Regions from separate parts of the Mus musculus genome. Here all the other regions are linked to region 7. Evidence: chromatin contacts called from public ChIA-PET and HiChIP or PLAC-seq data. All regions are on one chromosome and are shown on one strand. The core of a region is the stretch at or near the end of the contact, and the rest is flanking DNA. Distances in the headings are between cores, read along the strand shown.

The links. ChIA-PET counts read pairs in DNA pulled down with a chosen protein or histone mark. HiChIP or PLAC-seq counts read pairs in DNA pulled down with a chosen protein or histone mark.
Region 1: a contact with region 7 is called in an RNA polymerase II ChIA-PET map of memory CD8 T cells, with 8 read pairs. The contact joins the promoter of Zfp414 here to the promoter of Zfp472 in region 7. A contact is called at or near these places in 15 of 39 promoter capture datasets (the 3T3-L1 cell line, 3T3-L1-derived adipocytes, the C10 cell line and 10 more) and 3 of 115 datasets of contacts at active chromatin or transcription factors (large pre-B cells, memory CD8 T cells and pro-B cells).
Region 2: an H3K27ac HiChIP or PLAC-seq map of bone marrow-derived dendritic cells shows a contact between it and region 7, with 5 times the contacts expected there. The contact joins the promoter of Myo1f here to the promoter of Zfp472 in region 7. A contact is called at or near these places in 9 of 39 promoter capture datasets (the 3T3-L1 cell line, the C10 cell line, the HPC-7 cell line and 5 more), 8 of 115 datasets of contacts at active chromatin or transcription factors (the 230-238 cell line, CD8 T cells, astrocytes and 5 more) and 1 of 9 other capture datasets (embryonic stem cells).
Region 3: a contact with region 7 is called in an H3K4me3 HiChIP or PLAC-seq map of bone marrow-derived macrophages, with 3 times the contacts expected there. The contact joins the promoter of Akap8l here to the promoter of Zfp472 in region 7. A contact is called at or near these places in 2 of 39 promoter capture datasets (the 3T3-L1 cell line and hippocampal neurons) and 4 of 115 datasets of contacts at active chromatin or transcription factors (astrocytes, bone marrow-derived macrophages, effector CD8 T cells and 1 more).
Region 4: a contact with region 7 is called in an H3K27ac HiChIP or PLAC-seq map of embryonic stem cells, with 3 times the contacts expected there. The contact joins the promoter of Adamts10 here to the promoter of Zfp472 in region 7. A contact is called at or near these places in 12 of 39 promoter capture datasets (the 3T3-L1 cell line, 3T3-L1-derived adipocytes, the C10 cell line and 8 more) and 7 of 115 datasets of contacts at active chromatin or transcription factors (astrocytes, embryonic forebrain, embryonic stem cells and 3 more).
Region 5: a contact with region 7 is called in a FOXA1 HiChIP or PLAC-seq map of pancreatic cancer cells. The contact joins the promoter of Wiz here to the promoter of Zfp472 in region 7. A contact is called at or near these places in 14 of 39 promoter capture datasets (the 3T3-L1 cell line, 3T3-L1-derived adipocytes, embryonic stem cells and 9 more) and 1 of 115 datasets of contacts at active chromatin or transcription factors (pancreatic cancer cells).
Region 6: a contact with region 7 is called in an RNA polymerase II ChIA-PET map of memory CD8 T cells, with 10 read pairs. The contact joins the promoter of Hnrnpm here to the promoter of Zfp472 in region 7. A contact is called at or near these places in 12 of 39 promoter capture datasets (the 3T3-L1 cell line, 3T3-L1-derived adipocytes, the C10 cell line and 7 more) and 3 of 115 datasets of contacts at active chromatin or transcription factors (large pre-B cells, memory CD8 T cells and pro-B cells).

What each region holds. Positions count from the first base shown.
Region 1 is chr17:33,627,337-33,630,578 of GRCm38.p6, forward strand. Zfp414 (zinc finger protein 414) reads left to right here and starts at 1,756. Exons shown (of 6, transcript NM_026712.3): 1 at 1,756-1,880; 2 at 2,461-2,743; 3 at 3,031-3,138; 4 at 3,240-3,242. The coding sequence starts at 1,878.
Region 2 is chr17:33,553,673-33,556,976 of GRCm38.p6, forward strand. It overlaps Myo1f (myosin IF), which reads left to right and starts at 2,035. Exons shown (of 28, transcript NM_053214.2): 1 at 2,035-2,184. The coding sequence starts at 2,182. Adamts10 (a disintegrin-like and metallopeptidase (reprolysin type) with thrombospondin type 1 motif, 10) reads left to right here. Exons shown (of 25, transcript NM_172619.4): 25 at 1-110.
Region 3 is chr17:32,348,997-32,352,608 of GRCm38.p6, forward strand. It overlaps Akap8l (A kinase (PRKA) anchor protein 8-like), which reads right to left and starts at 1,581. Exons shown (of 14, transcript NM_017476.2): 1 at 1,491-1,581. The coding sequence starts at 1,503.
Region 4 is chr17:33,522,298-33,525,646 of GRCm38.p6, forward strand. Adamts10 (a disintegrin-like and metallopeptidase (reprolysin type) with thrombospondin type 1 motif, 10) reads left to right here and starts at 1,788. Exons shown (of 25, transcript NM_172619.4): 1 at 1,788-1,961.
Region 5 is chr17:32,385,894-32,389,423 of GRCm38.p6, forward strand. Wiz (widely-interspaced zinc finger motifs) reads right to left here and starts at 1,924. Exons shown (of 11, transcript NM_001372227.1): 1 at 1,680-1,924. The coding sequence starts at 1,866.
Region 6 is chr17:33,683,528-33,687,015 of GRCm38.p6, forward strand. Hnrnpm (heterogeneous nuclear ribonucleoprotein M) reads right to left here and starts at 1,931. Exons shown (of 16, transcript NM_029804.3): 1 at 1,740-1,931. The coding sequence starts at 1,852. It also overlaps a transcript of Marchf2 not described here.
Region 7 is chr17:32,963,771-32,967,181 of GRCm38.p6, forward strand. It overlaps Zfp472 (zinc finger protein 472), which reads left to right and starts at 2,061. Exons shown (of 4, transcript NM_153063.3): 1 at 2,061-2,159. The coding sequence starts at 2,139. It also overlaps the pseudogene Cyp4f41-ps.

The sequences.
Region 1 (3,242 bases), core at 506-3,005, 660 kb after region 7:
TACCAGGTAAATGCCAGGTGGGCACTATGGCCCACCTGCAGCTTCAGCCTCAGACAGTAGAGACCGTGCATCCCCAGAGCAAGAATAGTCATATTGTTGAGCTCTGAGTTTGATTTTGAGGTCCTGTCTCATCGAATAAGGAGGAAGAGGCCTGGAGGATTATTCCCCACTGCAACCACCAGCCTCCATATGCACAAGCCACAAAGTGAACATGTACCCACAAATGTGAGTATGCACCTGCAAACAAATACCCCACAAACATGTGTGCATATATACATGCAACCACATACACAAAAATGGAAAAACAAACATTCATCAATGACTACTTCAGAAACCATGGTTTCTCTCTCTTCCACCTCTTGAAAGTCCTACAGGAGCCAGGCGTGGTGGCGCACGCCTTTAATCCCAGCACTCGGGAGGCAGAGGCAGGCAGATTTCTGAGTTCGAGGCCAGCCTGATCTACAGAGTGAGTTCCAGCCAGGGCTACACAGAGAAACCCTGTCTCGAAAAAACAAAACAAAAGAAAGAAAGAAAGAAAGAAAGAAAGAAAGAAAGAAAGAAAGAAAGAAAGGAAGGAAGAAAGGAAGCCCTACAGGACTCACCCAAGTTCTCTTTCTGACCTCCATACCAACATCTTTATTCTGTTTCAATAGTGCAGAGGTCTCGCCCTTGCTTACGAAAGGGGAGCTTGCTCTTTGCCAGCTCAGGACATCTGCGCCAGCTTGCTGTAGTGCTCTGCTTCTGTAGGCATCAAGGCACAGCTCAAGTCACCCCCTTAGACAGGCTTCCCTGACTCCTCATTTCACATCAGTTTTGTTTGTTTTCTTATCTCCTAGGATAGATCCAAGATCATTTTTCTGCTGTTGTTGATTTATTGTCTCTCCATTTTCTTGGTTGACTAGAGACTCCCAAGAGCAGTACTAAGTTCCTGGCACATAGGATGCACTTAAGGAAAGTAGGGTGGGCAGGCGACCTCTCAGTAGTAGTGCACTTGGGATTCATTTTCACACCTCTCGACCTGTGGAATTTGCTTGTTCCTGAAGATCCATTAGTTAGAGTGTTTCTCACATTGGGCTATTACAACAGATTCGTACTTGCTGCACACTGGATGTGCTGAAAATTTTATGGTGCTTGCTAGGAAGATGGGTCTGTGCAGACACAAGGGACCAGGGTTCAAACCCACAATCATGTAAATGAGAAAGAGTTTGGATCTCTAGCCCTCCCTGTGAGGCATAGCAGCTTCCTGTAATCAGGGCCCTTTGGAGGTGGACACAGGAATCTTCTGACAAGTAAGTTAGCTAGCTAGGTGGGAACTGGTGAGCTCCAACTTCAGTGAGAGATGTTGCCTCAGTGAATGAAGTGGAGAGCAATGAAGGAAGACAATGTCTACCTTGGACCTCCGCTCTTACCTGCTCACATCTGTGCATATACATATTCATTTGTACGTGTATGTGTACAGAGCTAAGGATGTGGCTTGCTTTGTAGAGAGTTTGCCTAGCATATATGAAAACTCTGGGTTTGATACTCAGTACCACCTAAAACCTGGTGTATTGGCATCTAAGTTCAAGGTCAACTTCTGTGTAAGGCCAACCTGGGCTATAAAAGTGGGGAGGGGAAGAGCTTTTGTCAGTTTTCTCTGAAATTTAAGACCAATCAAAAGCAGACCTTCTCTGTTTCTGTATAAGAGCTGCAGTGTAGTCTCAGGCCCCTCCTTCTAGAGAAGCGCCCAGAATTAGGCCACACCCCATGTCTCGCGAGATCTGAGAAGCGGGAAAATGGCGCCGATGTGAGCGAGAGACCGTGTCGCCGAGGAAGACGCCCCTGCTGGAGCCAGAGCCTCCGAAGGCACGGGAACCAGAGGTGTAACTGAGTAGAGGATGGTGAGCGCAGCACCCCGCACGCGGACGCGGAAGAGCAGCGGGACTGACAGGGAACGGTCCTGCCGCGCGCCCCCCTCCAGCTGACCCCGCCCCCACATCCGGGTCCCCGCCCGCCTCTGACTGTCACTTAGCTTTCGTCCAGCCCTGAAGGCCGGGCCACACCCACTCTCCTAGAGTTCAGTCCCTAAATTTAACACGTATTGGCTCAGAGCGTCTATCTGCTCAGCTCTAGCTTAGCCAGTATTCCCCATCATCACACGATCCACTGTAGGCCCTCCAGCATTTCCTAGTTGCTCCTCTAGGCCACACCTCCGCCCCTAGTGCCTCTCCTGCCAAAATTGAGGAAGGGATGTTAATGCTGCTTTTTTATGCATAATCCCTGATAACTCCTGCAATTGGAATTAGGAGACAGTAGCTCGGTCTGCCCTTATCTCCCGTATCTTGCTGGTGACTCAGAAAGTGGAATGACTGGGTAATATCTGGTGAGTGTTGAAGGAGTCTGTCTTGTGGACCTTTGTAGTAGAAGGGCATCTGTCTGACCTAGGGATCCCAGCCTGATTTTAGCCACTTCTTGCACCAGGAGGAACCATCCAGGCCCAGCTCGGACACGCTGACCACTGTAGAATCCAGCTCCGGTGAGCCAGACAAGGAGGTGGCATCTCCAGATGGGGCAGCTCCAGCCACTTTTTCCTCCGTGGAGGAGCCCAGCCCTAACCCAACAGCCATGCCACCAGTGTGGGACCATGGAGGACCTCTGCAGCAAGTTGCCTATCCAGCCTCAGACAGTTGCCAGACTGGCTCAACCAACACAGGCGTGGGGACCAATGAGGACCTTCGGTTGCCCAGACGCCGTCCACCGCCAGGTTATCTGTGGACCTTTCTGGGGAGTCACATGCCTTTGATAGGGCTGAGATGGTGCAAGACAAGGAATCACCTTTTATCCCATTGCGGGGGTGGGGGGGTGGGGTGGGGGGTGGTCTTCACCATTTACTGAGCACCTTGTCAATATGTCAGGTGTGGCTCCAGAGATGAACTAAACCAATCCAGCCCTTCCGGGCAGTTTATTCTGACAGTGGCTGGGTGGGGAGTAATCAAGGCTTTTGGGTAGGTCAGTAAGGAAGAGAGTAATGACACCCATTCGTTCCTGCAGGGAAACAAATACCCTGCTCTAGCCCCGGCTGCTGCCTCAGTTTCCCCAGTGTTCGTGATCTAGCACAGCATCTCCGTACCCACTGCCCACCCACACAGTCACTGGAAGGTAAGATGAGGGTTGCTGATAGTGAAGCAGATAGGCAGAGCCCCCCCCCCCAGAGTTAGTCTTAACCACCCCACTCCACATCTGCACTTTATCCCTACCAGGCA
Region 2 (3,304 bases), core at 785-3,284, 590 kb after region 7:
CCAGGCCGTTCCCCATCATGGTGCTACAAGCCCTGCCCTGGGGCCCACACACTCCTCACCAAGAAGCCTTACATTAATAAAGTTCTGTCTTGTGTAGATTTCTGCTCCTGACCGGGTGTGTGTCTCTGTATAGGCATTCCATCCAGGATGTCCCCAAGGATCAAACGGAACCACAGCCAGGGTTAGCAAGATGTCTCAGTGGGTAAAGACACTTGCTGCCAAGCCTAAATTTAACTCATGGGAACCACATGGTGGAAGGAGAGAACCAACTCCTATAGGTTGTACTCAGCCTTCCACAAGCTTACTGTGGCATGTGTGCCCGCACAGTACACACATAAATGAATGAACAACTAGAGGCTTTCTTTAAGACACGGGGGAAGTAGTCCACATTTCCTTGGGGGGAGAAAGGACTTTGGCCACTACAGATAAAAACCTATCACTTTAAGACGAAAGCAGTTTCTTACCGAGTCTAACAAGTGTCCAGTCCTTTTGTACTCTCAACTAAATATGATCCTCTCCCACCCTTCCACATGTGGAGTTGTGCTATTGGCCCTGGATATTGGAGAAGAATATAGACTTCTCACCTATGGAAAGAGAGCACAGGACACAGAGACATTCCCAGTCTCTGTGGCATGGACCAAAGATGGATTAGAACACAGGTCCCTGTTAGGCTCTCACCAGTCTGGTTTGGTCTTAGCCACCTCCCCAGTGGGTAACATGAGGAGGTGACAACTTCTAGGAACTGTCATTTCCTCCATGTCAACAGAAGACTCATTTGTGATCTGGTCTTCCAAAGACCAAGTACTGAGCTAACGTATGGTAGGCCCTACATGTGCTGGCTGCTGCTGATAGAGCCAAGTCAGGAAAACAGCAAGGCTGTAAGTGTGAAAACCCAGATTGGGCCAGGAATGGTGTGTACATCTTTGGGCCCCACAATCCAGAGGCAGGAGGATCTCTGAGTTTGAGACCAAATTTGCTACTTACAAACTCCAGACAAGTCAAAATTATACAGTGGAAACCCTATCTCAAAAACAAAAACCACAACAATATCCAGATTTGGGGTGGAGTGACAGTGGGAGGTGCTTGCTGGATAGAAGGCTCAACTGGATAGAAGATTACTTCCTGTAATTTCAGAGGACCACAGTTCAATTCCAAGCACCCATATCAGGTGGTTAACAGATGTAAACTCCCAGAGATCCAGTGCCTCCTGGGTTCCAAAGGTCTCGGTCTCTGTCTCTGTCTCTCTGTCTCTGTCTCTGTTTCTCTCTGTGTCTCTCTCTTTCTCTTTCTCTCTCTCTCTCTCTCTCTCTCTCTCTCTCTCTCTCTCTCTCTCTCTCTCTCAAGGCCAATAGCTCACTTTTCACAACAAGCATCAGGGCATGAGTTTGAATCCCCAGACCCCACATAAAGCCAGATAAAGGTAACAAATATCTGAGACATGGAGATAGGAGGTGGAGACAAGAGAATCCAGGAAGCTTGCAGACTAGCCTGATTTCCACAGTAGGAAAACAACAGTGATGCCTATTTCAAGGAGAAGGGTGAGAACTGGCACTCACCTAAGGTTGTCTTCTGACCTCCCTCCACACATTCATATGCACCCATATAGAAACGCACACAAAGAGAAATACAGACATTAAAGGGAAATAAGTCTTGTGGTGTCTTCTACTCCAGTTAAACTTCCCTTACTAACAGACCTGGCTTTGGAGGAACAGTCTACAGGGAGGACCATAAAGGGTTTCCATGGGAACTCTGAGCAGACACACATCTGAAATGGTACTTCCTTCCCCTGATTCTGAAGAGAACTAAGCGGCCAGTCCTGCAGTCAGCTGATTTGGGTGCTTTTTGCTGTAACTCTTTTCTTGAGGTAGATGATGGATAAAGGACTTTCTCTAGTCTGGCAGTGACTGCCCGCCAACTTTGACCTATCCCTTCAGGGTAAGCTCCAAACGGTTCCCTCAGCCCTGTCATTGCTGCTAGAGCTCAGAGCACTGTCCCCGCCCTCAGCTTCCCTCCCCTGTGGTCATGAGCCCTCCCGCAAAGGAAGTAAAAGAGGGGCTGTTACAAGAGGAACTAGGGCCAAGAGCCTGTGAAGGAGGAGAGCCATGCCAGAGCCACCCCCTAGAACCCTCTGAGCCTGCACCCCTGTCATTACCCACAGGAGCCTACATACCATCCCTCACCATGGTAAGTTGTTCAAGGTGGGATCTGGGAGTGGTAACCTGGTAGCACCCTCAAAACTTGGGGCAATGGTTATGAGAACCACAGAGCCTTCAGAGACAGAGTTCCATAGGACAGCACAGAGCACCCCATGTCCCTCACCAAGAATCAAGCTCCAATCTGCATCTGCCAGGCTGGGTATGAGGACCAATACTGCAACATAAATAGGAAAGAAAGTGTCCCTGAAGGAATTACACAGTCGTCAGGAAGAGAACATGTCCCTTTTCAGGGGCTTAGAGAACTAGGTTATCAACTCATCTCAGAACTAGTCTTCCCCTGCAGTTTGAAACAAGCTCTTCCCTCTCTTAGCCTCTGTTTCTAGAACTCTTATTTAGAAGTTGGTCTGGAGAAAGGAGTGTTTGAGGGGTGTAGGGCTTTTCTTGGGAACATTCATCAGAGGGATCTGTAGGTTTGGCCACTCTCATGGGGTGGGATAACAGTGCAAGTGATCCTAGGTGGTTTGACTATAACAATCACAGGGGCAGATGATAGCTCAGTGCGGGTGCTTGGCTAGTGTGCTCAAGATCCTGGGTATCATCTCTAGCACTGAAAATAAGTCATCATCATCCTCATTTAACTTCCAGGACCAGTTAATTTTACTAAGGAGGAGTTGGAGATGTGGGTGTGCGGCAGAAGATAGCAAAGGATGAAAAGGAGGGGGAAGAGAGAGCTAGGAGAAGAAAAGGAAAAATAGGAATGGAGATAAGGAATAGAAAGAAGAGGAGAGGGAGGGGATGGGGGTTTTCATAGGGGAAACCAAGAAAGGGGATAACATTTGAAATGTAAATAAAGAAAATACCTAATGAAAGAAAGAAAGGAAGGAAGGAAGGAAGGAAGGAAGGAAGGAAGGAAGGAAGGAAGGAAGGAAGAAAAAAAGAGGAGGAGATGGAGGACTAGGTGGAGAAAGGATAGAGGAAAGGTATACAAAGGAGAGACCGTTCTCCCTACTACCCAAGGATGGCAGTGGAGACGCTGCAGACAGAGATGTCACTACAAGTTCAAGTTGAAGTCTGTTGATGATGAGAAGGCTGGAGAATGATCAGCACCATGCATGGGTCTAGACTTAGCAGCATCATGGCACATACAA
Region 3 (3,612 bases), core at 331-2,830, 620 kb before region 7:
CTTCATACATGGCTGACACACTCACACAAACACATACATGTAGATGCAGACAGATACATGTAAATAAAGTAAAGTATGTTGTGGTGGAAGCCATACTATGCGCTTCAGGCTGCAGAGTTGCAGCCCTACCCTTTATCCACTAGATGTCAGTAGCACTGCATACCAGTCCCCCACCTCCACCCCCCCCCTGCCCATACACACATTATATAGATAAGACAAAACAGGACTCCAGATATTGCCAAATGTACCCCTGGGAGGTGTGAGGCAGGCAAAATCACCCTGGTTGAGAACCACTGGCCTAGAGGATGGTTGTTAAAAATCCCAAGGTTCTTGGCAAGCATTTGACCCAGGGGCTTAGGAGGACTGGCATAAAGCTCAGGTTCCATTGAAAGCCTTAAACATTCCAAACAGAATGTGGGTTATCCAGCAACCACTTAAGTTCAAGCCTGAAATACCTCCAGTAAAGTGGGAGGCACTGTCTGTGGCACTGACTGATAAGTTTCATTGGCAAACCCAGGGAGCCTTGGCAACTAACTCACTCAAGAATGATTCTACAGTCACTCAAGCATATTCCACACCCCTCACCATGCTCCTCACCCACCTTCCTCTTTGCTCAAATATCACTGATCTAAGTAGGTAGGCGGTTCCAGCCCAGTATGTTTTACAGCGACAGCTATCTTTACTCTTTCCTATTTTGCTTACATCTCTTCTTAAACGTCACCCTTCCCAGAGGCTTCAAAGCTCTCCGTGTAATGGCTGAATCTCTTCAGGATACCCAAGACCCAAAATAATATATTTATTGTATTTTGTCTGTCCTCGCCTATAAGATGCTTAAGAAATTCTTGTCAGCATTCAGTGTCTATTCAGCACCTGATTCGGTAAGTTGAGTGGAAAGTAGTCATTCGTCACCAGGGTTCAAGCTTGCTCTCTAAAGCTCCCTGCAACGGTTCAGAGCCTTCATATAGATTTACAGATTCTCACCGCCCCCTGGGGGAGTGAGGTAGGGGAGGTTGGCTCTCCCCCCCTCCCGCTTTATACCAGATGAAGTGGGGGGAGTGCCATGAGTAAGGGTCTGCGACGTTTTGCACAGAAACTGCTCAAGGGAGGCAATGGCGACAGCAGCCGCCCCAACGGACTGATCTCAGAAGCTCAGGCCTGAGAAGCGACGTCTTAGACGTGGGTGTCCGTGGGGCACTAGCCAGGGAATGACGAACGGAGGTGCGGGAAGCCTGAACCTAACGTTGAGGCCCAAGACCTACGGTCACAGAAGACACAAGCAAATCCTTGAGTAGCCAGGAGAGTCCAAGATGCCCGGCTGAGGTCAGTGAGAGCCGAAGCTTGAGGGATGCGACCCCGAAGGGAAGAGCCTAAGACGCCATTTTGTGACCACAGAGGGCAATGACCACGACACTACAAGAGGAGATCCTAGCATGACTCAGCCCGTCCTGACGCCCCGGCCCAGAGCGCTGCCTTCACCCTGTTGGGCCTACCTGTGTAGCTCATGGCCGCAGAGAACACCCGAGCCGTGGACACAGACCGCTACTCTGCGCGTCTGACGCCACAACAATCCCTGGGGTCCTTCCACACACGCTCCAGCCCCGCCTCCTTATCTCATTGGCTTCTGCAAACCTCGGACTTCACGCCTATTGGTTTCGCTACCTGTCTATTTTTACACCTCTTCGTGACAGTGGTTGGAGATACTGCCAACCCCCGACGACCCCGCCTTACTCTCCGCCTCCTGTTAACAAAAACCTGCGCCAATAGGCCAAGGGGAGAAGATGGAAAGGTTCGAAGGGGCGGAGCTGCATGCAACCTAGAGGTCCGAGCCCACGCGTGTGCTCGCCTGGTGTGTGCGAGCGAGACACTTGCCAGCGTGAGCAGAGACGACCGTCTTGCGCCCCGCCACTGAAATGAAGTCAAGAATGGTAAAGCCATGTTGAAAGGAGAAAATTAGTATCTAACTGCTAAACAAGGTCCTGACAAACGTTATGTGAGATAACGTTAAAACAAACGAAGAAGGCCATGTGTAGTAGCTGACTTCTGTAACCCCAGAATACCGGAGCCTGAGACAGAATGACTCGAGTTTGAGGTCAGATTATACTATATGAATTCTAAGCCACTCTGGGTTCCAGTGAGTCCCCGTTTCAAGGAGGGGTAAAGAATTAGGGCCAGTTTCACAAAGTAAATAGTAAATATTATTTTCTTATTAATCGTTACATAACAATTAATAGTGTTTGTAAGGATATAGCTTGGTGGAAAAACATTTTATCCTAGCATGTACAGAAGGCCTTATGTGAGCTCTCCAACTGCAAAATAAAGATGCTTTTGAAAATTTTATGTGTATTAGTGTTTTGCTTGCGCGTGTCTGTGTGAGGGTGTCAGATCACCTGAACTGGAGTTTCAGACAGCCCTGAGCTGCCATGAAGGTACTGGGAATTGAACCTGGGTCCTCTGGGAAAACAGCTAGTGCTCTTAACTGCTGAGCCATCTCTCCTGCCTCTCAAAAACCACTTTAAAAATAACTGTTTATGTGTATGCTATTTGTTATACAAGTAGTATATCTCAATGTATCATATATTATTGCAAATGCTTGACATAAGAACCTATGTTCAATGCTCAGCTCCACAAAACGAAAAATGTAACCCAGTACCAGCCTTGTTCTAAGCACTATGCCTGGCTCCTCCTGGCTGTGTGGAAAGTCACCATGGGAGGTATCCTTGGAAGAACCCTAAAAATAAAACAATGGATAAACTACAGCAAGCTCTGCTTCTATGATTCATGTACCTTCTTATGGTTTTGAGAAATGTTAAAGTAGGTGTTCTATTGGTATTAAGGAATGTTTATCAATTCTTTTTAGGCTTATGTATTTGTTTTGCTTGAATATATGTCTATGCAACTACATGCACCCCCAGTGCCTGAGGTGGTCAGAAGAGGGTACTGGATACCCTGGAGTTACTGTGAGCTGCCATGTGGGTGCTGGGAACCAAATCCAAGTTCTCTGTAAGAGCAGTGTGTGTTCTTTGCCATTGAGCCACCTCTCAGTTCTTGTTAGCAGTTTCTTTAGGGGTAATAACAATGGCATTCTTTAAAAGGCCTAGATCCTTCAAAGAAACATACTGAAATAGTTGATATGATAGCCAAAACTGTTCTTCACAATTTAGTTGGGGCAGGGGAGGTAGAGAAGTATAGATTAGGCTGTTGCTGTGATTAAAAGGGCTTGTTTTTACCATTTGTCCAGATACAATGTCCTGACGATAATTTCTCCCCACTTTTGCAAAAGAAAGCCAGTTGCAGTGGACCATGTGCATGTGACCCGGGAACATGCGACATAAGTCCGCTTTATGTGTACTGCCTCTTTGGAGTGCCATACTTTCTGGAATCCTAGATAAAGTACAGCCCCATGATATCTCTAGATCCTGCAGTTTACTTTGTAGCACTTGGTGTGATTTCACCCAAGGTCTTGTTTAATTTCTGATGTCCTCACAGGTTGAGCTTAGCCTAAAAGTTAAGATTGTTTCTTTGAGACCATGGAGTGGTTTAAGCAAAGACTTAAGCTATGCTCAGGAGTTTTAGGAAAAGGTCTGTTGTGAGAATGGTATACGATCCTTGCAA
Region 4 (3,349 bases), core at 538-3,037, 560 kb after region 7:
CATCACACACACACAACTAACCACAACAAATGTCATTTCAGATTGTCTGAACAGAAATCCATCAATCTCTGTCCTCTACGCGCAGCCCCCCAACACATGCACATATGTACACAAAATATAAATAAGTTAAAATATATGAAACCAAAAGTCCCAAGGGAGCTCACCGAGGACAAAGCATCATGTCGCTCTTACCACCCTCCAAGGGCTGAGTCCAACACTGGCAGGAAAAGGAGGCTCTCTCCCCACTCCCTCCAAACCCTCTGGGACTAAGGTAGAAGGGGGTGGGATGGGGGGGACACTAAGATTTACTTATTAATTGAGGAATGAGGTTTCAAAGCTGGTAAGTAGCAGGACCTGGAATCTAGTTTGAAGCCACCCAGCTCCAAATGGTCCTGAAAATCTTCTCACGGTGAGTGTGGAAGCCATCCCTAGACTGGGGACAGGTGGCTGGAGCCACAGCAGAAGTACAACCTGAGAAAGCAAAGGCAGGTGCCTCAGGCCAAGGGGCCCAAGGGGCAGTTCGGTTAGTGGAGGCCAGGGGTGGGTATGGGTTCTAGGGATTGCAGTATGTAAAAGTTAACAGCCCCTCTGGTCTGGCAGGGTGTCCAGAGAAGTTGGGTCCGGGCAGGAGGGTTCGGGCACCATAGGAATTTTTCGTACAGTGCATGAGCCCTTAACATGCCATTTCCAAGTTCAAGACTAAGTTCAACGTAGAGACAGAGAACTACCTGTATCCCTAGCTGAACTCAGAACAGAGGGAATGTTTGTGGTTGAAACTCTCCTGCTCCCTCCCACAACCACCCCTCTTCCTCCCCTGCTCCCTACAAAGGCTGTCATTACCCCATTTCTAAGGATAAGAAAACCTAGAATCAGAGTCGGTCAAGGCCAAGGCCAAAGCCCACTGTGGGGGCCAATCTTGGAATTCTGAGACCAGGGGTAATGGTGTAGAACACTCCCACAATCAGGCCTGGATTGAAGCTGGTTGGAATCCCAGCTTTGCTCCACTGCACTGGTCATCTCCTGCATGTACAAACTCCTCGTAGATTTAAACACTGTGTCCCAAAGATGATCATGACGCCCCCCTGGCTGGACTTAGTTTTCACATCTGTAAAATGGAACTGACTAGGTCCTCTTCACTGCTAGAGAGTTAAAGCAAGTGAACTCAAAAGCAGAGCCAAAGCAGATCAAAGCCCCCGGACCGGAGCTTTGTGAAGGCTGGGACCCAACTCAGATTTATTCACTCAGCCTCGGGCACCATGCCTGGCACACGGAGAGGCGCCCAATAAATGTTTGCTTGAGCAAGGACCAGCCCTCAATAAATAACAGCTGTTGTTGACTCGGCTAACGGAGGCAAGGCACTGGGCTCTCCCCTTGTCTCAACCCCCTCGCTAGCCCCCAACTCAATTTTGCCCCTTTCTCCAGGACCCCCATCTCCTCCACCTCTTTCTATTCAAACTTTCCTCCCTCACAATTTCCCGCCTAACCCCTCCTTTCCGTCCTCCCCCCCATCCCCCTACTGTGTGCGTCCACTCCTCCCCCACTCTCCACCTCTGTCCCTTCACACCCCCTGCCTTCTTCTATCTCCGCCCCCAGCCTCCCCTCTCCCGTACCCCCCCCCCCAACCTTCTCCAACTCCCATCCCAAATTCCTCCTCAGCATCTCCACCCACACGGGCGCCCTTCGCGAGGCGGGGTAATCCGGGCTCCGGGGTCCTTGGCTTGGGTCCAGCCTGAGGCCCTGGGCGGCGGCGGCGGCGGAAGCAGCAGCAGCGGCGGGCGGGGTTTGGGTTTTTTTTTTTGGTTTTTCTTTTTTTTTAATAACCCTGGCAGGCTGCTCAGGAAGTGAGTGCCTTCCCGCGCCCCCTCCCCCGGCCACGCCACCGGGCGCTTGCTCCCTCCCTTCCTGTGCGCCGGGCGGTGAGTCTGTGCGTCTACAGCGGACCGAAGGCTCCAGGCACGCAGGTACTGGCGATCTGGGGACCCAGTTGGGCGGCGCAGTCACCGGAATGCAGTGATTATAAGTGACTTTGTGTGTCTCGGGGACAAGATGTGCTGGACGGATCCCGTTGTGCGAGTGCTGTGTTGGTGCCGAATGTCCCTAAGTGTTGCAGATACAGACTGCCTGTTTGGGTTGGCTCAGGTTTGGGGCGGGGGTCGAGGTCAGCCACGTATCCAAATGGTTGTGCTTCTGCGGATTGTATGACCTTATGGCTTTCAGCATCTGGGAGCGACTGTGTGGGCAGACTGTTGAGGTGTGTTGAGTGTTTGCCTAAGTGAGGGTAAGAAAAATGCCTCTCGTGCATGTAAATGCCAAGTGTGTCTGTCTCTGAATATTTGCGTTTCTCAGGAGTGTTATTAGTGGAAATGCCTGCATGCATATGTGTCTGAGTTTGTAGAATTTCTTAGTTCCCCCTGCTATGAATGTGTAAACTTGTGCATGTGTGTGTGTTAACTTTCTGTGTTAAATGAGCGTGTATAGGCTGCTAGGCTTGTGGCTTGTCTTGGACTGTGTAACTGTGCACATAGGCCTGTTTGTCTGGGTTTATGGGCTGTCTGGGTGTCCATGTGGAAATATGTGTTTCTGTATACATAGGTGTGGAGGTATGTAGTTGTGTGTGTTTGGGTTTAGTGAACCAGGCCTTCCTGCTATTCAAGTGTGGGTTGCCCTATAGAGTGTGATTGTGTTTGTTTGTGTGTCTGCCTGTGAGAGTGGAGCTGGGGCTGCTACTTCCCCTCAGATGGTCATCTATGCCACAGAACTCTGAAGCAAGGAGCCTCCCTACCAGGGGGAGACACACTTTAATTAACAGCTGGTTGGTGGTAATGGGAGTGGTGACCTGTGCAGCCCCTCCCCTTAGGCCTCCCCTCTGGCTGGTCCTTTTGTCTGTGTGCTCACAGCAGCCAGGCCAGATGTGCAGCGCCTGGAGGAAGCCTGCTGCCTCAGGCTGATGGCTGCCTATGCCTGGCCAAAGAAGCTCTGTCCTCCACTGAGAAGCCTCCACCTCTTTAGCTGGGTTTCCCGCACAGCCTACAAAAGTCTAGGTGTGGAGTGCTGGTCCCTATAGGATCCCCAGGATGTGATGGAGCCACACACATTCCCGGGAGGCTTTTCCCTCTTCCAGCACTTGTGCCCTTCCCCCAGGCTAGTGGCCTCCCTGCAGCCTGCCAGAGGAGGGGCCTGGGGGACAGGGGCCAAGCCTAGGTACACACACACACACACACACACACACACACACACACACACACACACACACACACAGGAGAGACAGAGACAGACAGATACATATACACACCCATAGTGTCATCTTGTGCCCAGCCAAACATGCGACTCCTCTCAATTGTAACTCATC
Region 5 (3,530 bases), core at 674-3,173, 580 kb before region 7:
TACACATAAAATAATAATAATGAAAAAGAAAAAAAACTTAAAAGGGAAGGCTGGGAAGCTCTGAAGTATCTCGGATTCCAGCTCCAGGTATCTAACAGCCCTGGCCTCTTCAGGCACCGGCAGTCACGTGCACATACCCACATACAGACATTCATTCATACCATAAAAATAATCAAAACTTAAAAAATAAGATGAGGCATGGAAATGTAGCTTAGTGGGAGAGTGCTTGCCTAACATGTAAAATGCACAAAACAAAATGCCAGGAGAAAGAACAAGTGAATGAAAGGGAAGTTAATTTAAAACTAAAGAGGGCCGGGCATGGTAGTTCACGCCTTTAGTCCCAGCACTCGTGAGGCAGAGGCAGGCGGATTTCTGAGTTCGAGGCCAGCCTGGTCTACAAAGTGAGTTCCAGGACAGCCAGGACTACACAGAAACCCTGTCTCAAAAAAAAAAAAAAAAAAAAAAAAAAAAAAAAAAAAAAAAAACCAACCAACCAACCAAACAAACAAACAAAAAAACCAAACAAACCAAAAAACAAAAAACCCAAAAAACTAAAGAGGAGGGCTGGGGCAGAACTCAATGGAACAGCTTTTGCAGAGTATGTGCAAGGGCCTACGTGCAATCCCCAGTTCTATAAAGAACAGAATAAAACAAAGAAGGAAGAGGGGTGTAAGGCCACACTACTGACTTCACCCCTCAGGGTTTTGAATTTCCCATTCCTAACATGAGATACTAAATAACGGAGGCTCTTCCGACAAAGGTTCTAAGTATGATGTGAATTGAGAAGACAAAGAACTTGGCATGTAGGAACCACAGAAGAGGTGCTCGGAATTTATTAGAAGGCCAAGTTTTGGGGGACCAGCCACACCAGATTCCTGTTAAGTCCTTAAACATACCAGGCTCCTCCCCTCTGCAGGGCCTTTGCCCATGCTGTCCCGCCACCTGCTGGGCACGTCCCACCACTCATTCTGTGCTGTGCCTCAAACACCACTGTGTCAGGTGGCTTTTCCTGGAGCGCCCAGCCATGGTCCTGGCACTCAGTTTAATATCTGCATAGCCTGCATAACCTGCCCTTATGACATCTGCTCAGTCGTTCCTTGTCCACCTTCCCTTCTGGAATGCCAACCCCTGGAGGACAGGGACTTTTGTCTCTTTATGATTATTTCCCCAGCACCCAGAACAGAAAGTGGCACAGCAGGTGCTCAGTGTTTAATAAACGAACAACAAATTGTGAGGTGGGGACAGTGTGAGCTAGCCTTGTATGGGGTAAATCAAGATGGAAAGAGGCAACTCGAATCTCCCCAGACTTTACCTTACCACTAGAGGGCACTCGCTCAGGAGCTCCACTCCATCAAGACTGCAAGAAGGAACAAGTGGGCTTTGGGCAAAGAGCTCAGGGTACTGACATGGGATTTGGATACAGCTGGTGTCCAGCTTAGAGAGGAAAGCCAGGACACTACAAGTATGAATCCCAGTTTCTTACATCCAGTCATGGGCTCCCAAGACATCTGTTTTCATAAGGGCAAACTGAAAAGCGGTACGTGGAGCACTAAAGGAGGCTATGTGCATCGAACAGAATTCCAATTGCAACTCAGCCCCTGCTGGGTGGGGTGACCTGACTCTCTCTGGGCCTGGGGGACCAAGTGGGAAGCTTCTTTAGGGCCACAGAGCCCTCTTACCAGAAATGCCACTTCTGCCATCCAGAATGTCTCGAGGGCCTTCTTTGGTGATTGGCAGGTAATGAGAAGATGGAAAGATATCACCTTCCCCCTCAGCAGCCTCAGCCCCACTCTCGATGTCCTCTCTTGGAGCGGGGCCTCGAGGATGATCCGGGGCAGCCAGGCCACCTGCCAGTAACCCCTCCATGGGTGCCAGCCGTGAATCTTCACTCAGTACCTGGCAGGTTCAGCAGGACATTGTGGGCCTGGAGACAAAGACAAGGAAGACCTTAAGAGAGTAAGAAGAGAATTCTGTTTGTTCTCCCCTCTCTCAGAACCCTAGTCCTCTCCTTCAAAGCCTATGGCCTCAGTTTGTCTCTTAGTTGAAGTGAGGGGTTAAGTGGTGTTGAGGTTCCATTCACTCCTATTATAATCCAATCACCTCTACTGGGAGCGAGTCTCAGTACACTAAAGCGTTCTCTTTCCCCAGCTTCTTCACAGCCTCCATTCACCACAGTTACACACGCACATTCAGTCACCTCAGCCCTCCCTCATCACTCCTTCCACCTCCACCTATTCCTCCCATGGCTCACTCACAGCTTCACCGTGTCCAGCTGCTTTCCTGTGACTGCATAACCTACAGCCATGCCTCCAGTTTCCAGGGTCCCCGCTCTCTCCCCAGTGCAGGGTCTCGAGGGCCCCCATCTTTGCCCTTATACTTTACTCACTTCTGTTGCCCCGTATCAATTACCCCTACACTTTTCCAACATTCACATCCTTCTCCCTACCCAGGAATGTAGGGTTATTAACCCCTTAGCCTCTCCACACGCTCAAGTGACCCCACCATTAACCCTTTCCCTTCTCTTAGCATGATCTCTCATGCATACCAAGCCTGGGCTCCTCCACCCTGCCACCTTCCAATAGTATTGCTTGCATCCTCCACCGATATTGGTTGTTCTGGCCCGAGGATGAAAAGGACCGATGGGGCTCCTGTTTCAGAAATAAGGACCCTGGGGGGGAGGAGGGCGATTGTCCTCTCCACCTATAAATACCTTCAAGGTAGAGCAGAAAGTGAAGGGCAGGAATGAGGCGCTCTCCCCAGGGAGATGGTGGTGAGGCCCGGCCCAGGCAACCGGGGCGGGGCCGGGGCTCCAGGCCTGGTAGCAGGCGTTGCCCTCGAGGGCCTGGGCGCTCCCGGGGGGCCCTACACAGGGTGGGTTGACAGTCTTGGCTGGAGGGGTCCCTGCCCAGGCCTGGAGAAAGCACCTGCGGGTGCCCACTCGGGTAGGCACTGCTGGCGGGGATCGGGCAGGACCGCAACTTCGGAGCACTTTGGCAGCTTGGGGAGGGGGCTCCAGTCCAGATGGTCGTTCCCTACCCCACCTCCCGCAGGGGTCGCAGAGGTAGGGGCGGCGCTGCGCGGACGCACCCTGCGGGGAAGCCAGGGTCCCCAGGATGCGCCCTTCGCCCGTGCACCTCGGGGCGGGAGACCCCGCGGGACGAGCTGAGGTGGGGGGGGAGACACCTGCCTCGAGACCCCCGATCCTCCCCCCACCTGTACAGCCCCGCCCCCTGCAGGCCCCGCCCCTGCAGGCCCCGCCCCTCCCCCGCCCCAGGGGGTCCCGCCCGGCCCGACCGGGCCCAGGCCTCCCCTCCCTGCTCCAGCTCCGCCCCGTCCGCGAGCTTCCCGGGCTGGGTCGAGCCTCACCGGGGGAGGCGTAGTCGCTGGCCGGGAACTCCCCTACTTCATAGGGCCGTCGCTGCCACTACAGCTGCTGCCCCTCTTGGTGCCGGTGCCACGGCCTCCGCAGCCACCGCTGCCTCCACAGCTCGGGGGACATTGTCCCTTTAAATCGCTCCCCCCCCCACCGC
Region 6 (3,488 bases), core at 681-3,180, 720 kb after region 7:
CTGAAAAATCTGAACATGAGACTAACTAAAGGTGCTCAAGTGTAGCTCAGAGGTAAGAGTGCTTGTCTAGCATCCTCAAGACCCCGAGTTCCCAAGAGGATGGAAGGGAAAGTTAAAAATGAGCACACTCCTAAGCTGAGCCTTTCTGGTAGTAAAGAGAGGCCTCTTTATCCTTTTAGTACTATGGGGTGAACCCCAGGACCTTGTGCATCTTGAGTAACTACTCTATTAATGGGCTATAATCTACACACTCATACACGACAGGCAAGTACTTATGTAGCTTAGGCAAATCTTGAGCCGAATCAGCTCTGGAACTCACGCAGCCTCTCCAGTGCTGAATAACACACAAGAACCAGTTAACCAATGGTGTTTTACTTCTCCCTAACTAAGATAAAAGATATGAAATTTCCTCCAGTAACAAAATAGCCATTACTTGGTAAATGCTTCACTAACAAGTGTTTTAAGTACTCTCAACTCCCAGAGTCCTAAAACTTCCCACCTTATACATTTGATGGAAAACAAAAATTCAGAGACATGGGCTGCTGATTTTAGAACCAAAATGTTTCTCCAGACCTCCTCAAGCTGATATATTAGTATATCAGTATGAGGAGAGTTTCACAGGAGCAGAATCTTATGGTTTCCTCCTTGAAGAAAACTTTTTAGGGCTCAGAAAGACCACCCTGTGGTCTGATATTAGGAATCGAATCTAGGGACTTTGGAGTGCCAGGTTATTGCTATGTTTTCATCCCTCTTTTTGAGAGTTAGGGTCTAGCTCAATTTCCCAATGACTAAATGGCAACCTAGACTGAACTCACTCTATATAGTCTGGCCACACTTTGCACTCTGGATCCTGCAGCTTCCCACTCCTCCCAAAAGGCTGGGACTCCTCAGGCCATGCTAGGACACTTATAATAACGAATCAAGGTCCCTAGACAGATCTCCAAGCAGGATTCCAAAAAAGGGATGATGACGTCTGTCTATTTTAATTTCTGAAACCCCGAAGTGGTGCCTCTACCCGAACACTTTAGGTCTGTTGCTAAGGATGAACACTGAGCAAGCAAAGACCATTTCTCCCATTGGTACCAACTGCACTTTAGGAAGTAGGACTATAAAGAGGGGAAAGAACTCCAGCCCAGGAGCCCGGGTCCGGGGCCATTCTAATGGAAGAAGCACTTCTTGCAGAATGAGGGTAACACCGGTGTCTCGGAACCCCGCAACAAGAGTCATGTCGACACCTTCCGGGTCGCGCCGCCGACCGTACACGTGACACCTCGCACGCGCAAGCCTCCCGCCCCTAACTTCTCAGATCTGAGAAACTGAGACAGAATACTTCCACTACTATGGATTGTATGCTGAAGGGTTGAAACTACACAGTCTTAATGGTTCAACCCTCGAGACCCCAGTGAGAGGTGCTGCGGGCCCTGATCTCCCGCAGCCCGCGCGCCATCACTGCTCTGAGAATAAAATACCAGGCCACAGGCCTGAGGCCTCGACGACGCGCTCAGACAGCCAGGAGGCTGAGGCAGCGGAGGCAAGCGCTGTCGGCAGGGGGCGATCCATTAGGCTCTCCTGGCTTCGTCGTCGTCACAGCCTTGGCCGCCCCCAACTCTCGGCAGGGAAAAGGCCTGCGCAGACGCCGCGCCGCCGTGGGAGAAGAGAAAGCGGCCCACAGACCTAACGGAGCTGCGAAGTAACCTGGCTGGAGTTAGAGAAGGATCAATTGCTGTTAGACTACTCACCCCTTCGGGCCCGGAGCTCCGTTGCCGCTCGGCACGCAGGGCGCGCCGCTCTCTTCCTCCATTTTGGGTTCTGTCGCCGCCACTTCGGCTGCCGCTTCGACCCCTGCCGCCATTTTCTCCGCGTCTGGGCTTTGTGTGAGGGAGCGGGCTCTGTCGAGCTGCGCCTGCGCGCTCACGTGACCCCGAACGACCAGTAACGCCTCCTTGTGCGGCGACCGGCTCCCGCTTCCTGCTCGCCTCGGGTCACGCCCCCTGGACGTCAGGCCACGCCTCCTCCAGTGGCAGGCCTCACTTCCCGATGTCCGCAGATACAGTTGGGTTGTGGGACAGGGGGAGAGATATGTGTCGCTCATTCGAACTTACAATACGAGCGCACATACGGACCTAGTCGGTCCAGCTTACTTTATATTTTTCCGTTTTGTTTTACTCATTAGCTTTCTTTTTTGAGGCAGGGTCTCACTATGTAGCCCTCCAGCCTCTCCCTACCTACCAAGTGCAGGAAATAAAGGCAAGCACCACCACGCCTGGCCTTTTCTTTCTTTTTCTTTTTTCAGCAACTTCATATATGTATATCATGTATTTTGCGCTTGCTTGGGGTTTTGCTGTTGTTGTTGAGACAGTTTCTAGCCAATACTGGCCTTGAATGTCTGAGCTGCCGCCTACACCTCTTGAGTGCTAGAATGATAGGCCAGAGGAACCAGGCTAATCAGTGCTAGGAATTGAACCCAGTGATTTGAACATGCTAGCAGTCTATCAACTTCAATCCCTGACCCTATACTGTTCTTTTATCATATTCACCTACCATTGCCCTTTTATTTCCCGCATTTCCACTGTACCTTCTTTCCAACAAGTTCCTCCATGTACCTCCTTGTCTTTGTTTTATGACCTACTGAGTTGGGTTTGCTTGCAAGAGCATAGATTAGGGGTTGATTTATTGGGGCAACTAAATAGGTGGCTACAACACTGAGGAAAATGACACCTCTTTCCTCCAGCATCTACTACCAATAGATCTTCAGGGAAGGGTGAAGCCTCCCAAGGCTCCCCCACCCCAACATGATGAGGTTCTATCTTGTGCAAGTAACCACAACTGCTTTGACAATGTCCGTGGCATGTCAAGGAGAGATCAGCTTTCCTTAAATGGAGAAAAAATATAAAAATTATGTTGGCAGGAATTATTTTTATTGGGGGGGGGATGGAGGGGGAATGATTGAATACAGGCTTTGAGCATGCCATGGCTGGCATGTGGGAATTGATTTTCTCTTTCCAGTAATCAAATTTAGGTTGTCAAACTTGGCAGCAAACATCTTTACCCACTAAGACAGAGCCAACCCTGCATGCAGAATTCTTGACAGGTTAATATCAAACTAAAACTCTCCATGTAATTCAAAGCATTAGAAGAGATGTATAACAGAAACCTCCCTCCCACCCTTTTCCGACTCCTCTTTTCCCCTTCTTTCCCCTCCCTCCCTCCTATTCTATCTCTCCTTACGGCACCACCCTGACACCATTTCCTGGGACCCTACATTCCAAAGTTATGATGAGAAATAGGTACCAAGCTTGGTAGGCCAGAAGAGTGAAGATGCTTGTGTGTTTTTACATAAATTTTTTTTTTATGGATATCAGTTCACCAGTCACCCAAGGCCTGATCACATCAGCTCTGTTCCTCAATCATATTGTTCCAGTCACGAAGTCTCCCAACCTGCTCTTCCTATGGGCCAGATTCCAGCCTCTGAGTCTTTACTTTCTGAA
Region 7 (3,411 bases), core at 811-3,310:
AGGTCCTGGATTCCTTCCTTGGTACTGTAAAAGGAGATGATAACCTTGGTTAACATGAATGGGGCTCACCCTTTAGCTGAAAGGCCACGAGAGCAGACTTTTTCAGTGAAGACAAAATTCTGCTCTGTGTCTATAGCCTCAGCATGTGTGAGTTTCTGCTTGGATCTAGAGGCTCTACAGGGTTTGAACTTGTCAGTCAAATAACCACATGGATCAAGAAGGCAGGCATGCTACACATGTGTAATCCCCTCCTCTGAGAGGCTGAGGCATAAGGAGTATAAGTTTAAAGTGAACCTGGGCTATATACCTCAAGTTAAATATGAAGCATATCTTCAGATAAATATATATGTAGATAGAATGCAATTTAGTCAAAAATCTGTGGCTTTAACAAAACACCCTGGATAAACAGTTTATAAGGAGGAACTTATTTTGGCTCTTGGTTTTAGGTCACAGTCAGCTGATCTCCTTGGTTTAGGCCTGAGGTAAAACAGAGGATCATGGTGGGAAGCCCAAGGAGTCAAGTTGCTCATCTCATGGTGGCTGGGAAGTAAATAGATAAATGTTCATGCTTGGTTGCTTAGGAAAGGGCTAGAGTTCCAATACTTGCTTCAAGGGCACATCTTTCAGGACTTTACTTCCACTCAGCAGCCCCCCAATCACTAAGTTTCCATCACCTCCAAGCAGCATCCGCGGACCATATCTTCAACACACAAGCTTTGGTATTTAACATCAAACCCCAAACTAAAAATTAAGTCATTTTATCCAGCTATACCGTTCTAGATATACACGAAGAGAGTAAATGTCACCATGTAACTAAGATTCCTGCACACATATTTATTGCAGCATTGAGCATCCAAGTGATGGAGTCACCCAAGGAGCCTAGCAGTGGAGGAACAAATGGATAGAATATATGTGGTATTTATGAAAGTGAAGTATTATTCATCCACAAAAGAATGTTGTTTGCAAAAAAAAAAAAAAAAAAAAAAACACGGAACTGGAGATCATCATGTTAGGGAAATGAGCCAGGCTCAAATCAACAGATATTACATGTTTGCTTTTATATGATGAGCCTAAGTAGGCAAAATGAAAGTAGAAGGATGTTTATTAAGGCAGAGGGATTTTTAAAAAGCCAATCAGAGTGAACATAATCAAAGTTATTTCACAGAGGAATTTAAACAGAAATCAGTTTTGGTTTGCTATCATGGCTTTTCCCAGCTTACTCTGATTGAAGAGCAAAGGATTTATTCAAAAGTGACGTTATGACACTATTTGTATGTCGGAAAAAAAAAATACCAGGAAGAGCCCGCTGAGCCCAAGAGGCTGTGAATGGGGCTGGAGAGTTGGTGGATAAGGGCGCATGATAAACACCTAGGACTGGAGTTCAGATTCCAGCACTCACGTTAGAGATCCCCTGCACATTTCTGAATCACTATCTATGAGGACGGCTCAAATAAGAGGATCGCTGTGGCTAGCTGGCTTCCATTATTAGCCAAGGAAACCCGAGCCCCAGGTAAAGTGATGAGTGAAACAAACAAACAAACAAACAAACAAACCCTGCCTCAATGGAAAAGCGAGTGGACTTCTGCCGTCTTCCGGCCTCAGTGAGCACTCGCGCACACACGGATTCATCCACGTAGACACATAAAACTAACAAATCTTTCAGAAGCCCTGGACCTGTGTGTGGTGTAGACGGGAGAATTCTGACTATATAGCTCTGGCTGACTCGAAACTCAATAACGTAGACAAAGCTAGCGTGGAACTGGTATTAAAAAGTGCACCACCACTCCCGGGCTGGAAGGTGTTCTGAAATGTGATAACCCTCCAGGATGAAATCACATTTATTTCGGAGAAAAGGTATGAGCTTGGACAGGGCAGTTGTTGCAATCTGTACTTACAGACCCATTTCGGTGGTAAGCGTTGCTGAACCTGATAACTCAGTTCTAAGGAGTTGGGTCCGGAATAATTCACGAACCAGGGTGACTGTTACTCCCCTGAGCTATCCAATAAGAAGCACGGATAGTGGAGGGTGGCTCCCTTGCCGCCATATTTGAGTTCCGGGTAGCTGGAGGGAGGAGAGTTGTGCTTGAGCTTCCCGGTGCCTGTTCTGCCGACTGCCGCTCAGTAGGAAGAACGCCTGGATGCATCAGAAGCAGGAAATGGTGAGTGTGCCCTGGACTCTTGGAAGGTGGGCGGAGGGTTCTGACACTGCCACGGCTTTGCTGTAAGGTGGCGCCGGCTCCCCGACGTGTGCAGCAATTTGAGATGGACTTTGGGAGTGCCGTCAACCCGGGTGCACTTGAGTTGTATGCTCTGTTAGCGGAGTCCCGTCCTGTCCCTTCCCTGTGAAGCTGCTTCGTCCCTAGTTTCTAGTCCTCCCATGACGAGCCTGCGCCGCGAACCCGAGCCTCCGCTGACATTGCAGCTGCCAAGTTGGTGACGCCGCGTCCAGACTGCGGTGAAGGCACGTGGGTGGTGTGCACTGTTTTGCACTTTTTCATTTCCTTGTTCCCTGCTTTAGTTTTACACTGTGGTCATCCTGAAGAGAGGCTCGTGCTCGTGTGTTCTCTCTCTCTCTCTCTCTCTCTCTCTCTCTCTCTCTCTCTCTCTCTCTCTCTCGGCTTCTTTTTTAAAGTACTAGGGATGGAACCTCAGGTCTCATGCTAAGCGAACGCTTTACCATAGACCTGTAGACCTGTATCTCCATCCCTCATCCTGAGTTCACAGCTGGATTTGTTAGCTGTGATAGGCAAAATTCCCTATTTGTATGTACTGATTAATTAAGCTGATCATTTCTGAAGTAAAGGTTAGATTTTGGAGACCTTTTCCAAAGGAAAGTCTCGATAGCAGTGAAAAAGCCCAGGGCAGGGAGGGATTGTGTTGTTCTGTCCGTTTATACGGGATTTCACTGGGTACCATTGGCTGGTCTGGAAAGAGTTATGTAGACCAAACTAGTCTGGAACTCTAGATCCTCCACAGTGCTACGTGTGTTTCTGCTCATATGGGAGGGTATTCTGGGACTTGGAAGCCCAGGAGCCATACATACAGCTCTGAAGGGAAAAGGTGTCCCAATGAGGACATCCTCAAACACGGGAGCCCAGGAACCACACAGCTCTGAGAGGAAGCCTCCTCAGCAGTTCCCAGAGGAGGGTATCCCCAGCTGAGCTGAGGAGTTTAGGAGCTTACAGGCTTCAGCTGCCCTTTCTCTTCTCTTCTTTGCTTCTTTTCTTCTTAGCTTCTTCTGATGAGAGCCACTCCAGGCAGTAGATCTTATAAAGGAGACTTATTGGAGAGAAAAATGGAGAGGGATGGCTGCCCTCTGCTCCCAGAGCTGACTGACATGGGAGAATTGGACAAAGGGCAGGACTTGGATAGGATTTCTTAGAGAGTGGACAGAAATTTCCAGATTGAGGT